Linked DNA regions of Danio rerio: region 2 is linked to region 1. A link is a contact called in public Micro-C data. All regions are on one chromosome and are shown on one strand. The core of a region is the stretch at or near the end of the contact, and the rest is flanking DNA. Distances in the headings are between cores, read along the strand shown. Region 1 holds the start of si:ch211-261d7.6. Region 2 holds the start of klhl38b (kelch-like family member 38b).

Region 1 (6,903 bases), core at 3,849-6,348:
ACAAGAAGCAATGGGCTTTGCATATGCCAAGGGTTCTTCTTGAGACACTGTGGCTTGTTCGCTAACCTTGTCGTGTTTCTGCCACTTGTGCGCACGGAGGCCGCGTATGTTCAAGAAGCTCTTAGGACAGTGGGGGCATTGATAGTGCTGCACCTTAGTCTTCTCTGTTTTGGTAATATCTGCTTTGTATGCGTATGATTGTTTGATGGGGGAACCCAACTCTTCTGTAGGGACATTTTCTGACTGTTTCTCAGTCTCAGTGTTCTTGCTGTGATGATCTGCAAAGTGAGTTGTTAGCAGAGACCCAGTTGAGAAAGACATCTGACAATCTGGACAAGTATAAAGATCTTTTGATTCAGCAACTTCATTGTCTTTTTGGGGTTGAGCCTCCATGGGAGGATGATGCAATTGATGTCGACGAAGAACACAAAGGTAGAAGAATCCTTTCCCGCACAAATTGCATAAATAAGGTCCACCGTCCATACTTTTCCTTGAGCGCACCGTATTGGTCTTTGAGAGATATTTGGCAAATTTTTTGTCTTTGTGCCATCGCTTATGTGTGCCAAGAGCGGAATTGGTCCTAAAATGTCTTCCACATTCAGCACAAACAAAAGGTGATTTTGCTGAACACTTCTCTGCTTTTACTTTGCTAAGCTTCAACGGCTTTACCGGATAAGATTTCATCTTTTTAGACTGGTGACCTTTGCGATGAATTCGCTTGTGAAAGTTCAGAGCACCAATTACAGAGAAGCTCCTACTACAGTCCTTACATTTGTATTTCATATTTGAAGCTGAAGGTGCTTTCTGTTCTTTATCAGAAACGGCTGAAGGAGACATTTCACTAACATCTTCAGATTTCTGCGAAGATGCATCTTGTATTTCTGTTCCCACTTTCTCATGTTCCTGTGAAGATTCCACATTGTCCTCTGGTTTTAAACAGTGTTTCTGATGATCCTGCAGTAGCGACTCAGACGCAAAAAAAGAATAGCATGTTAGACATTGGGGTCGCTCAGATGAACCAGGGTCAGTCACAGGAAGGCCAGTCTCAAAGCCATGACTTTTCATATGAAACTGGAGGGCCATTGCACGGGAGAAAACTTTTCCACAGTCGGGACATTGGTAGGAGTTCTTTTTCAGCTGTTGAACTTGATAGTCAAATGATTTGACTGCAGGTCGAAGACCTTGAGCATCATGGACAAGCTTGTGTTTAAGAAAACAAGCCAGCATGTGGTATGATTTTCCACACACCTCACATTTATGTTCTACTTTTGAATTCATTGGGTGCACTTTTTTATAACCACCCCTACGACCCCGTTTTTTGCGTCGTATGTGGCCATTCTCAGTGGCGCCCGCACTGGCGGGCCTCGTCTCAACATCTGCACACTCTGAGTTGTTTTGTTTGTGATGACAGAAGGCTCCCATAGACCAAAAACCTTTACCACACTTTTTACAGTGATGAACCTTTGGGCCCAAAAGTGTTTTGGTCGGGTTGAAATGTTTTGTCATTTCATCTTTGGCGCCACCACAGCAAACTTTCTGATGGTTGTACAGACCGCTTGCAGTTGCATAGCTCCTTTCACATTGCAAGCAAGCAAAGGGCTTCTTTTTGCCACTGTGAAGCTGTTGGTGAGAATGCAAAGCAGACAGTCTGGAAAAACACATGCCGCACTCTTCACATTTTATATTATTCTTCTGCAGATTTTCCAGTTGGTAGGAAATAGACTTGCATGCTACTTTATCGTCATGCTTTCCCATGTGAAAGTAATGAGCACTCTTGGAAGGACTTTCATGGCCACAAACCTCACATGTTAAAAGTACCTTCTTAGTTGGTGACAAAATGTCAAATTTCTGCCACTCTGCTTTTTTTCTCATGGACCTTTTGTGCCAAAGTACGTGACAGCGCAAGGACGAAGCCTTGAAAAACTTTCTGTCACAGTGTGGACAATTATACTTTGCCACTCGAGGATGGCTTTTGCTCATCAGTTCTGCATTCATAAATGGTTCCTCATTTAAATGCTCATAATCAATCTGCACAATTTTAACATCAATCGCTGGATTTAATGGCAAGGACGATGTGGATTCAGCTGTCAAACTCAAGTCATCTTTCTCCTCTTGGTCTGATTCGCAAACTAACTCAAGATCAGGATTTGGATCCTGTGTGCTCTCAGAATCATCTGAAGATGTGATATGGACAACTTCATAATCAGCATCTACAGCGTTATGCTCCTCTACTGTGTTGTTACAGTTAATATCTTTCTCTTGAACTTGAACGTCCGAGATGTCCTGAGCCTGAAAAACAACACTGTCAACATGGTCCTCCTGGATTTTCACAGTGTGAATGGCGGTGCTCATCTCAGGCTTCTTCTCCATGATGTCAAAGAAGGCGTCAGTATGACAGAGCTGATGTGACTGCAGTGCTGATGCTCGCGAGAACCGGCGACCACACTGCTGACACTCAAAAGCTTTCTTCTTGAGCTGAATAACTTGATGAAGGAAAGATTTTGCTGCCTGCTCTTCACTGTGTGCCAGACGCTGATGCTTATTGTAGAATGTGAGCGAGGTGAAGACCCTGCCGCACTCTGAGCATTTATATGACTGGTTATTGCAGACAAGTTGCTCCCGTCTTTTATGCCAACGCTGGTGGCACAGCAGAGCCACAGAACTAATGAAGGTCTTACCACATTCAGAGCAGACAAACGGATGCTTAATTTCCTCCTTCACCTTTCCATCTGAACAGCTGGTTGAGAACCTCTGGTGCGTCCCGAGGCCACACATAGTACGGAAAGATCTGCCACAAAAGCACTGAAAAACCTTTTGCTCTTGCTCCTCTGTCTGTTCAGAGCTGGTACCATTGTTCTGATCTTGAGCCGAAGCTTCATTAAGCGACATAGTTTTCTCAGTTTCGAAGGTTTTTGATTTTACCAGCTTTACCTCATGACAACGGCGATGTGCGTCAAGAGCCGAAGCCCGAGAGTAACAGCGTCCACAGGTCGGGCATTGAAATGACTTTTTCTTTAAGTGAGCAATCTGATGAAAAACAGACTTTGAAGCCTGTTTATGTGAGCGCTCGTGGTTGAGACACTGACCAATAGTGGAATAAGTTTTGCCACAAACTTTGCATTCAAAAATCTTCTGCCGCGCTGCACTAAAGCTGTTACCCGTTTCGCGTTTAATGGCTTGATTACGGTGTTTCATTTGATGGTTGAAAAAACCTTTTGAGCTTGAAAACTTCTGTCCGCACAGACCACAGAATAATGTTCTCCGACCTCCATCTGTCGAGATGAGCAGGTGATCCCATTGCGAATCAGTGTCCAGGCAGACTATTGGGCCATCGTGGATATGCTCACTGCGATGCTCTAGGTAATCCTCCTCATTCCCAAAGGCCTCACTACAATCCTCACAGCGAAATGGCCAATCTCCTAATATAGAAAGAGAAAAAAAGAGAGGTCAGGGTGACTCCTGTTGCTACAGGATAGAAATCTCACAGTGTGAGCAGGGCTTAAGGTATGTGTAAGATTATTACATGTTTTTCACAACTATTGTTTTTAGTTTTTTAGGGCAACAGTATGTACATTCAATGGAGAAATAAGTTGTTTCTTTTTACCCAGACATTTAAAAAGAACTTATTTTAGACCAATAATCATAATACTACAATATTTTTTATCCAAAGTTATCTCATGCTGTCAGAATCTTATACCAGCCCACACCTAATTGTAAATAAAACCGACTGCAAAAAATCTTTATGTTTGAACAATTTATATGGGAGAAAACCTATAATAAACTTAAAGTGGAAAAACGCAACTAAAGGTTTTTATGAGAACAGCATAAAATACTAAAATATTAAAAATCTACAGTACAATGATCTGAATGTTTTTGCAGAACTGTAAATATAGTTCATCAACATAAGCTTTGATTAAATGATCTGTTGCCAGGCAACGGCAGAACAATTCAGTCTTACTCCATTTACTAGTTCCACATTAAATTGTGTCAAAAGCCTAGTTCAACAAGCTTTATTAATACATTTGTAAAATGTTAAAAATCCCAAATATATTGCAAAGATACTTTGAGACGTGCAAACACTGTGATTTAAAACAATATTTCATATTATTTATTTATGTTATTTCACACATGCAATGTGCAAGTAAAGCCTGCCATCTACTGACAAGTCAGTGTTATTTCTATCTAATTTAAGATGGAGCAGATTTTATGAACGAGCAGCCAAATACAATGACTGCACAATTGGTTTTCAAAAAGTCTTTTGGTCTTAAATTAAACCCTCGCCTTTGTGTCAGCCAAAATTAGCCAACCCTATTCTAAGGAATCATGACAGCCAGCAAGCAGGACATGTCTGAAACAGAAATTCCTCGTGGTCATATTGTACAGTTGCTGCTGTTTTGCCTTTCCCGTGATGACTCGTGATACTAACGTTCAAAACGATTCCAGCTGTTTTAGATAAATAGTTAGATGCAAGACTTTATTATGCAATACTACATGATGACAAAACATATTGTGGGTTGTGGATATTCAGATGTTTAAATTGTGAGGTGAAATTATTTTGGGGCTGATATTATTTTCCAGCTTGACATGATTTTAAGGTAAAACATAACTGACCGAGGTTACAGTCAGAGACGCTGTCAACAACAACAACAACAACACAAAGTTGCTTACCCTCGACACTTTCACCTCTCGCAGACGAGTCTCGTTTACTGGTAGACATAACAGCCACATCTGCGTCCTCAGCCTCGTCCACATGTACAATTACACACTCGTCTTCCTCCGCCTGCTCTACTTTAATCTTCACGGCTGAAACTGCAGCAGCGTCGGCGTGGTCCTGGGCTTTGAACGCAAGGCCAGCGGGACTATATGCCATTTCTCCGTTTGTGTTTTTAGCATTGCTGTCTTTGCTATTGCTCACTGGATCGATATTCATCTTCTGGGCCGCGACATTCTTATATTCAGGGGACAAACTGTCTTTATTTGACTGCAAATTGCACTCCTCTGCAGAATTAACCGCAGCCATAATGTGGAAGGCAGCGCACTTTTCGCGGTAAAGGGGAGAGTTGATGTTGGGGGGAGGCAAACCCTCGAATCCTACTATGGCGAAAGCTTATCTCATGAATATTAATTAGGCTACGTTCCCTCTGGCTCCAGGGGGGTTAGCAAGCAAAGTCTGCCTGAACCACTAAGCTGTGGCATGAACATCACATATAAGCTATGTATGAAAACCAGGTGATTATTATACTATGTAACGTTACATTTATTTCAACATGTAACGTTTATGAAGTGTTTCGTAATAATAAAGCTACATGTAAAAATGGGCGTGGCTTAGCGGCCCGGACGTTGTTTATAATTTGTCGGGTCATTTAGACAAGATTATTTATTTTTTTATTATTTTTTATTTTTACTGTGCGATTTTTGAACATGCTGTCCATTTGATTTATTTAGCGTTACTTGTAAAGATATTGCAATGGTAGTATGATAACATACAAATCGTTTACTATTTTCCTGTTCAGTGTTTAAATATAAGATAACGCAACGAATCATGAGATTATGAGGAATCATAAAAAAAATATAAGATCAGATTTCAGCTCACTACCCTACTTGAAGAGTAGCCTAATGCTTTCTACCTAATTCAAATGGCTAACATTTAGGCTAAAGATGTAAGAACAGCAGAGGATTTTCTGAAGGAATGTTTAAAGTTGGCTTTAAGGGACATAAAAATCATTAAGTCAAATAAAACCTTTGAGAAGTCTTTACAGCTGCACCAAATATATGTGTGTGCCTGTGTGATCGTACAGTAATAACAAAACACTTTTTAGATAACACTAATAACTCTAGCCATGAACTAGTTTGAGCATACACAATTCCGCCCAGAGACATACTTGGTAGTAAAATCCTGGCATTTTGCTGACTTGCAGTTTTAATACACATAGTTTTAACAGCATATTCTTCTGGTACTGTGTTGTATTACAGGGGTAAAGTGATCAAATGTGTGCATTTTGTTAAATGCTTGCATTCACTTATTATTACTATCAACAGTAAAAAAAAAATAAACAAATGTAAATATTTTAATACACATGATTAACATTTTTGTTTTACTATTTGAAATACTTAATTATTATTTAAAATGGTTTTAGAATTTGTTATATTTTATTTTCAAGGACACATACATTTTAACATGTTTTACTTTTAAAACACTCCACAGTCATTATGAACCTGCAAACTGACCATCATCATATTGCTTGTAAATAACAATAGGACAAAATTCTGTATTAAATAAAATAAAATGATCAATCTTAATTTATTATGTTTACCTTAAACCAGGGGTGTTCAAACTCGGTTCTAAAGGGCCGATATCCTGCATAGTTTAGCTCCAATGTCCTTCAACAATTTAATTGGAATTGAAACCAAAATATGCAGGACACCAGCCCTCCAGGACTGAGTTTGGACACACCTGCTTTAAACTAACACTCTAGTTACTTTATTTTATTAATTTAATTCATGAATTTTTTTTTGGTTCATGGTTTATTAAGTGTAACAAAGCACAGGAAACTTGAATAGGTGTTCCGCTGGAAAATTTAATAACTGAATAAAAACATGAATACATCTTAAGTCTTAAACAAACACTCCAGCAGCTTAACAGCAATGTACAACAGCAATGTACAGTAAATCAATGGATAGACAATCTAAACCACCTAATTTTTTATTTTGTGTGTATATCATTTCTAAAAATCAAACTCAGACGTCTCGCTGTGCGTGTTGCATATAATGCATCTGTAATTCTAGTTCTCCAGGCAAAGAACAACCACAAATCATGCACTGGAACAGGTGATCTGGGGCGAAAGGTAATTTATTGCCCATTTTGTGAGGCTCAGTTTGTTGCGCTAACTGAGGTAAGTTTGT
Region 2 (7,123 bases), core at 2,881-5,380, 130 kb before region 1:
TTGTGGTATACAATGTAGTCAGTCCACTGGGTTGTCCATTGATGCTGTCCCATTGATTGTGCCCATATTTGTTATAACATAGTAAAATCAAGTGATGTTGAATGTGTATCCTAGTCAGTTGTGTGCATATGTTTTTTTATGTGCATTTTAGCAATTCCATTAAAAAAATATTTATATAAAAATAGGTGGATAAAACATAGCTATCAACAAAACACAAAAGAACATGACAACAGTGAAAAAACAGCAGTTAAGAAAGCATCTCATAATAGCAGTTTGAATGTGTTTGGAGAGTTTGTTGGCATCATGTTGACCAGTTTGGCAAGTTTATATTTATATCAAATTTTTTAATGTATATTTAAGATTACAGACTATATATTTTTGGTTATGCGAGACTATGGGATTACAAGTGCCACATTGGAAATACTCACTCCCGAATTCTAAGATTCTCTCATCGCCTGATAATTTAAGAAAATATTTATATCAGGGTTTTTCAAGACAGGAAGTGAAGTTGGTGAGAGATTGGGATGGGATTGTGGAAGGTTGAATGAAATCTTTGGATGCCCATAGTGCAATGGCACCATATATCAACGCACTGCCCACAAGGTTTTCAGCCATGGTCAAGGATTTTTAATTTACTCCCATGTTGATAGCCCTGATTTATAATAAACTTCACTTCAAACCTTACTAAAATAAGAATAGTAAAATTTGATTTCAAAATCCAGTTTGCTGGAACTATAGTCACAATACAACAAAACTACTTACCGCCTACAATGTAGATTTTATCATCAATCACTGCAGCCGGTGCACAAACATTCTTCACTGTCCTGTTTTCTATCCTGCACCACATATTCCTTCCAATGTGATACACCTATCAAGAACACACAGCTTTAATCACTTTAACATCATTTCAAATTGTATTCAGTTACACCAAAAAAACGTAAAGGATCAAACCTGAATCATTCGCACTGGTTTCTGCATAGCGTCTTCCCCACCAAACACGTAGATTCTCTGGTTGTGTGCGGCTACAGCAGGATGCAGAACTGCAGTGGGCATTGGTGCCATGGCCTCCCATTGGTTGAACATAGTGTCGTATCGCTCTACCTCATTAGACAGCTGTCCATCAGCCCCCAATCCACCCAGAACAAAAATAAAATGCAGGTAGGTGGCGCTCTGATGGCCGTATCGGGACGTCAGCATGGATTCTCCCATTCGCCACTGATTTGTTTTTAGAGAAAGCGTGTAGACTGTGTTGCTGGGTGTGCATTGGCTTCCTGATTTCATTGTTAAGCCTCCTAGTACGTAAAGGATGCTGTGCATGCAGACATAAGCAGGCCTGTAGAGCCGAAGAGGAATCTTTGCAAGCCATTTCCAACAGTGAGATTGTTCATCATAGAGTAGCGCCTCACGGGATGTCTGTTCACCATTCTTACGACCTCCAACTACTACAAGCCCCTCTTTACAGTTCTGACGTCGTGGCGTCCTCCACAGAGGCTCAAGATCACCAGGACAATGAGTGCCGACAGAAAACAAAAGGCGACGAACGGATTCGATAATATCTGTGCATAAAGATGATGACTGAACTAGAGGGTCATTGGCAATGAACTGGAAAAGATAATAAGGGTGGACGTGTCTCAGTCTCACGCGACGGAACAAATCGTGTATGGTGCCATGTCTGGAGAACGGATCATGGTGGATCCAAGCAAGAAGAGTCTCAAAAACTTGCTCCTCCTCAACGCACAGCTTATCGTCCTCCAAGTAACTCACCAGTTCTGGCAGTGAGAGTTCGCAGAAGTCCTCAGAGACCACCACATCTGAGAAGCTCTTAATGGCCAGCTCTCTCGCTTTTTCATGCAAGCTGGAGCAATGCAGGATTTCGGAGAGGCGGATCATGCTCAAGCAGTTGTCTGCACTGAGTTGGGCCTGCAGGAAGGTCGAACAGGCCTCAAAAAGCCTTCCGTACTGAAGCATCGAGGCGGTCTGAATCAGGGGGAGAACCAGCTCCATGCTGATGCTGATGGACCCTGTGTAGACATACTCCACGATCATTGCGAGGATTTCATGAGGAACTCCTTCAAGGTTTATCCTGGACTTCTGGGTCTCTAGGAAGTTGCTGCAGAACATGGCATGGAAGTAGGGGCTGCTGGACACCAGGACATTGCGATGACATGGGATCTCCTTGTTCTCAGAGCACAGAACAACATCAGTGAGAATTCTGTCCTTTCTCAAGGTGTTCAGCTCCAGTAAAAGGTTGGAGATCAGGTCTTTGTCTTTAAAATGCAGAATTTCTGATACTGGACCATCTAAGCTGTGGGGAAAAAAACAATCAAAACATCTGTAGGTATGACATTTGTCACCTTAATCACAAGCAGTGTTACTAGTATAGATTAAAATGTATGTACAAAAAGATTTTTTTTCTGTAAAACTACTGATTTCTTCCATATTTATGCCATTTAGACCTTCATTTTTCATCAAATAACAAAACTTTTTCGTCCCCATGTTTTTAGACATTTATATTTAAGTTTAGACAACTCAATACCAGCGATTTAAGAAACCAATATTAGTCCCTTTATTAATCTTGGGTCGCCACAGCAGAATGAACCACCAACTTTTCCAGCAAATGCTTTAAGCAGTGGATGTCCTTCCAGCTGCAACCCATCACTGGATAAGAACCATACACAACATACACAGACAAATTTTTTATCTTACCTAATTCACCTATACCAGTCTTTGGACTTGTGGGGGAAACCAGAGCACCCGGAGGAAACCCATGCAAACACAGGGAGAACATGCAAACTCCACACAGAAATGCAAACTGACCAAGCCGAGGCTCAAACCAGCGACCTTTTTGCTGTGAGGCGATCATGCTACCCACTGCTCCAACGTGCAGCCAAAATCCAATATTACATCTCAAAACTTTAATTATGTATTTATTTAAATGTTAAAACAAACCAATAAATATACGTATCCTTTTAAATGATTATGGTACACTTGAGCATAAGTGTAAATTAGTTTTATACTTTAATTAGTTGTGAAATGAAGCAGCTCTGCTATTGTTTGTGCACCACAAAATTCAAAAAGAGCATATTTTTATTCATCTGCATGTGAATGAAGGGATAAAGAAAACTATCCCTCTTCACTTTATTTAATACATAAACTTTTGTTGCAAAACACTTATTTAACAATTCTGCAAGTTCACCACAATCACATTTATCTCAGATTTTTTCCAATTTCTTGAAGACTGACATATAATGACAAGCAAACAGAAAACTCATGCATCTCTCCACAATCTACAGGTGCTGCTTTGCAGGCAAAGTTTCTGCATGGTGCACTGATGTGTCAGCCATATCTTCCCTTACCTTGTCTCAGCTGATTTGAAGCACATTTTAGATAGTCCTCTAAATATTAATCGACCGTCAAACCTCAAGCAAAGTTCAAACTCGTCCTTCTGTTTTCCGAAACTTCTGAAAGTTCTTCACTTTCTCAGTTTGGCAGGTGGATGTTTATAGAGACCGAGGCGAGCACGGGTATGTTATTTGTTGTTGAGAAATCCTTCGAGAGGCCTCAATGTACATTCCAGTCTCCCTAAAAATAGAAACCTCTCCTCTCTGTCAGAACTGCTGGTCCCGCTAACACCTCCTCACCCCTTCTGTTTTTCCATAACACAAGTTTCTTCACTGTCTGCATAGCATGTCTGCATTGCTCCACCACCACGTGTGTTTGTTTACCAAAGCTGTAAACAACCCCACTGCTGCCCGAAAGCTATTCTGAGAGGTTGCTGGATACTTGGAAAGACCCCCATTTCTAAGATAAGCCCATGCTGTGTTACTACTGCAGCCGTTGCTAAACACCGGGATGATGAAGGCTTTAGGATGAGGAGACACAACAGCTGAAAGCTTTTAAGCCAAACATCAGCAGGTAGTCTATAAATTGACAGGCATTTGTTCGGACACAGAATTGCTAGTTGTAGGATACAAAGTTGCATAAGAATCTATAAACAAGTACAACAGTTTAAAAGTACAAAACTTAACAAATGAATGTTAATTAAAGTCGTAGTTTTCATTTTTTTAACGATTTTTAAAGATGTGGTTCTTTGCAAGTGAACGTCTGAGGCCCTTCAAGAAAATGGCGTTAGATCGACAGCGCCATCTTGTGTTATTTCACTGCACTGAGGTGCATTACGCAATACTTGCACGTGTGCTGTCATCTTTTTCACATGCTGTAAACTGAAAGGTTTAACAACTTCAAATGAATACGTTTTCATGTTTCCTTACGATAATATTAGAAGAGTAGGAGAGACTTTACTTTAAGGTCAAATCAAGCAAAAAATGTAGGACTGCATAATATTAATTTTCCAGAATGGGCTTTGTTATTTGTGAGATCTGAAATAACAATTATTACTAGTAAAAATTCAATTGTTGATATCAAAAATGTAATTGTTGATATCAACAATTGAATTTTTGATATCAACAATTAACTTTTTGATATCAAGAACTAAATTGTTGATATCAAGAATGTTAATTGTTGATATCAAAAATTGAATTGTTGATATGAAGAATACATATCCTGGAAGGGAATAAAAGTAAAAACGGCTTGCCATAGGGCTTTGGTATTTGATATATCAATTTATGATAAAACCCAGCTACAAGAGTCTAAAAATAAAAAGAAAAAAAATTTTATAGAGCAATTATTTACAATTGCACAATCTGATTACTTTATGATAACACTAGTCAAAGACAGTAATTCATGGAGTGCAAAATTAACAGCTGTTCATATGATGTAGTCATCGCACAGCATTGAAGTTTACATTTCTTTTAAAAGAACCATATTTTCAATTAATTTTGCACTGATTTAAGTAAAACACAAAACAACATTTTTTGTGCTTGAGTGAAACATGGATGTTGGGATTGTCTTTTCTTTATAGTTTAACCTGTTGGAAAGTGCTCAAAAAAGTAAACAGTTTTTTTCTACAAATATTTTTCAACATTTAACCCCTTAAACTGGACCTCTTTCTTTCTAGAATCCCACATTTATTGTTGATATAATGTGCTAACAACAAGGTCATGTGTTTTATTTGTTGCTTTTCAAGTTGCATGTCAATTGCCAAATGCAAGAATGTGACACAAATTAGTTGAAATGAGACTAGCATTGCTATCTACAAAACTCTTAAACTCCTGAAACACAGTGACTGAAAACTAGATTGTCAGGTTAAGAAATTCATGGTAAACAAATTTCTGCTCCTCCCTACCCATTGTAGGACTTAAAACGAATGACTTGAGTAATTCCTTTGAACTTGTCCTGCAACACCCTTTGTGGTTGGCAGGCAGTGCAGTATATTAACATTAAAGTAATGACAATGCCTTTGATGTTCTATAGCAGACATCTATCTATCTATACATTTGTATATCCATCTCTCCATCCATCCATTCATCCATCCATCCATCCATCCATCCATCCATCCATCCATCTGTCCGTCCATCTGTCCGTCCATCTGTCTATCCATCAATCAATCTATCTATCTATCTATCTATCTATCTATCTATCTATCTATCTATCTATCTATCTATCTATCTATCTATCTATCTATCTATCTATCTATCTATCTATCTATCTATCTATCTATCTATCTATCTATCTATCTATCTATCATCCATCCATCCATCCATCCATCCATCCATCCATCCATCCATCCATCCATCTGCACAGTTTTCATTAAAGAATAATGGCAATGGCATTCTCGCATGTTGGATCTTAAATTCTTTACAGCTGTCTTTTATGAAAATAAGTAATCCCTTGTCTCTTGGCATGTATCCTGAAGTGTAAAGTGTCAGGAGAGCTACTAGTGCTCTAAAACTAAAGCCTGCAGATACTTCTCATTTCCTGCGAGGTACACAGCAGTGCTGACTCTTTTCAGCAGTATCCTCGTTTTACTGTAAATCCGCTGTGTATATTTGTTAATTATCTCATGCTAAGCACTCTAAGCCTCAGGGAGAGCATCAACACTGATCTACACTGCTCATCATAGCAGGATTAAATGAAGGGTAAATAACAGTCAAACAACAGACTGTCATGACCCAATATAATAATTATATAAATGCATTTATTTATTTATTTATTTATTTATTTATTTATTTATTTATTTATTTATTTATTTATTTATCATTATATCATGATTATGGTGATCAATGTAAATTGCAGATGAAAAAAAGAATGACAATTTAATAAAGTAAAAATGTTTCCACATATTAATATATCTACTTTATTACTATAAAATAATTACTTATAATTTTTTTAAATTATTTTTTTTTAATAAATTAATTAAATTATATAATTTTTAATTAATTCAATTTTCATTTTTTATTAATTTTTTACAATTGATTAAACTTACTAAAAAGATAAGTTTCCAACAAAGCAGACCCAAAACACAAAATATAACTTTAAATCTATATACTTTGCCATTATATTCAAATCAATAGGTGTTTAACAGCAAAATACAACGAAATTTAGCAAGATCACTTATTCTTTTACATATTTTAGTGAGTATGTATGTTTTTGCATAAATGTAACCCTGAAATGGTTGTTTGTTACAAAATTATTGGAATATTGAATGCTGAAATACATGTTGTCATTGTTGTTGTTTTTTTAAGTAAGACTATACCCTTAAACTATAGTTTAAGAGTAAATGACTGCAGAGGCAGATGTTGAAAAATAAGCAGTTCATTCTTCTGTTCTGATGCTCCTGCCAAGATTGCTCCGCTTGTCACTTTGTTTCTGATTTAGGCTATTTGGGACTAAAATAACTGTCTAGAAACAGTGGGAGCCAGCTGATAGTCTGGCAACAGCAATCCTCAAAACCTTTCTTGTCTTGCTAAGAGTGTTGCTCTAGCTGGGTCTACATCTGGTCAACATTCACTCTTTGGCACCCCCTAGCAACTCCCTGTGTATATGCACATCTGAAAAGGTTGTAAAGAGTGATTTAAAATATTCACAATAATTTTTTTATTAATACTTTATGCAGAAACCCACCTATATAAATGCATATAAATATTTTATTAATTATATTAAAATGAATATAATGAATAAAATCTAAAATACTGTTTAACATCTGTTAGTGCTGAGAATTGAT

Evidence for each region. Hi-C and Micro-C count contacts between places; a contact is called where the count stands out from the background.
Region 2: a contact with region 1 is called in a Micro-C map of caudal fin, with 2.9 times the contacts expected there. The contact joins the promoter of klhl38b here to the promoter of si:ch211-261d7.6 in region 1. A contact is called at or near these places in 2 of 18 Hi-C or Micro-C datasets (caudal fin and an unstated tissue).

Annotation. Positions count from the first base shown.
Region 1 is chr16:26,409,925-26,416,827 of GRCz12tu, reverse strand. It overlaps si:ch211-261d7.6, which reads right to left and starts at 5,098. Exons shown (of 3, transcript XR_012391634.1): 1 at 4,669-5,098; 2 at 1-3,419. It overlaps zgc:66448, which reads right to left. Exons shown (of 2, transcript NM_199800.1): 2 at 6,559-6,903. The coding sequence ends at 6,739.
Region 2 is chr16:26,537,948-26,545,070 of GRCz12tu, reverse strand. klhl38b (kelch-like family member 38b) reads right to left here and starts at 4,130. Exons shown (of 4, transcript XM_686705.9): 1 at 3,357-4,130; 2 at 952-2,305; 3 at 763-868. The coding sequence starts at 3,382.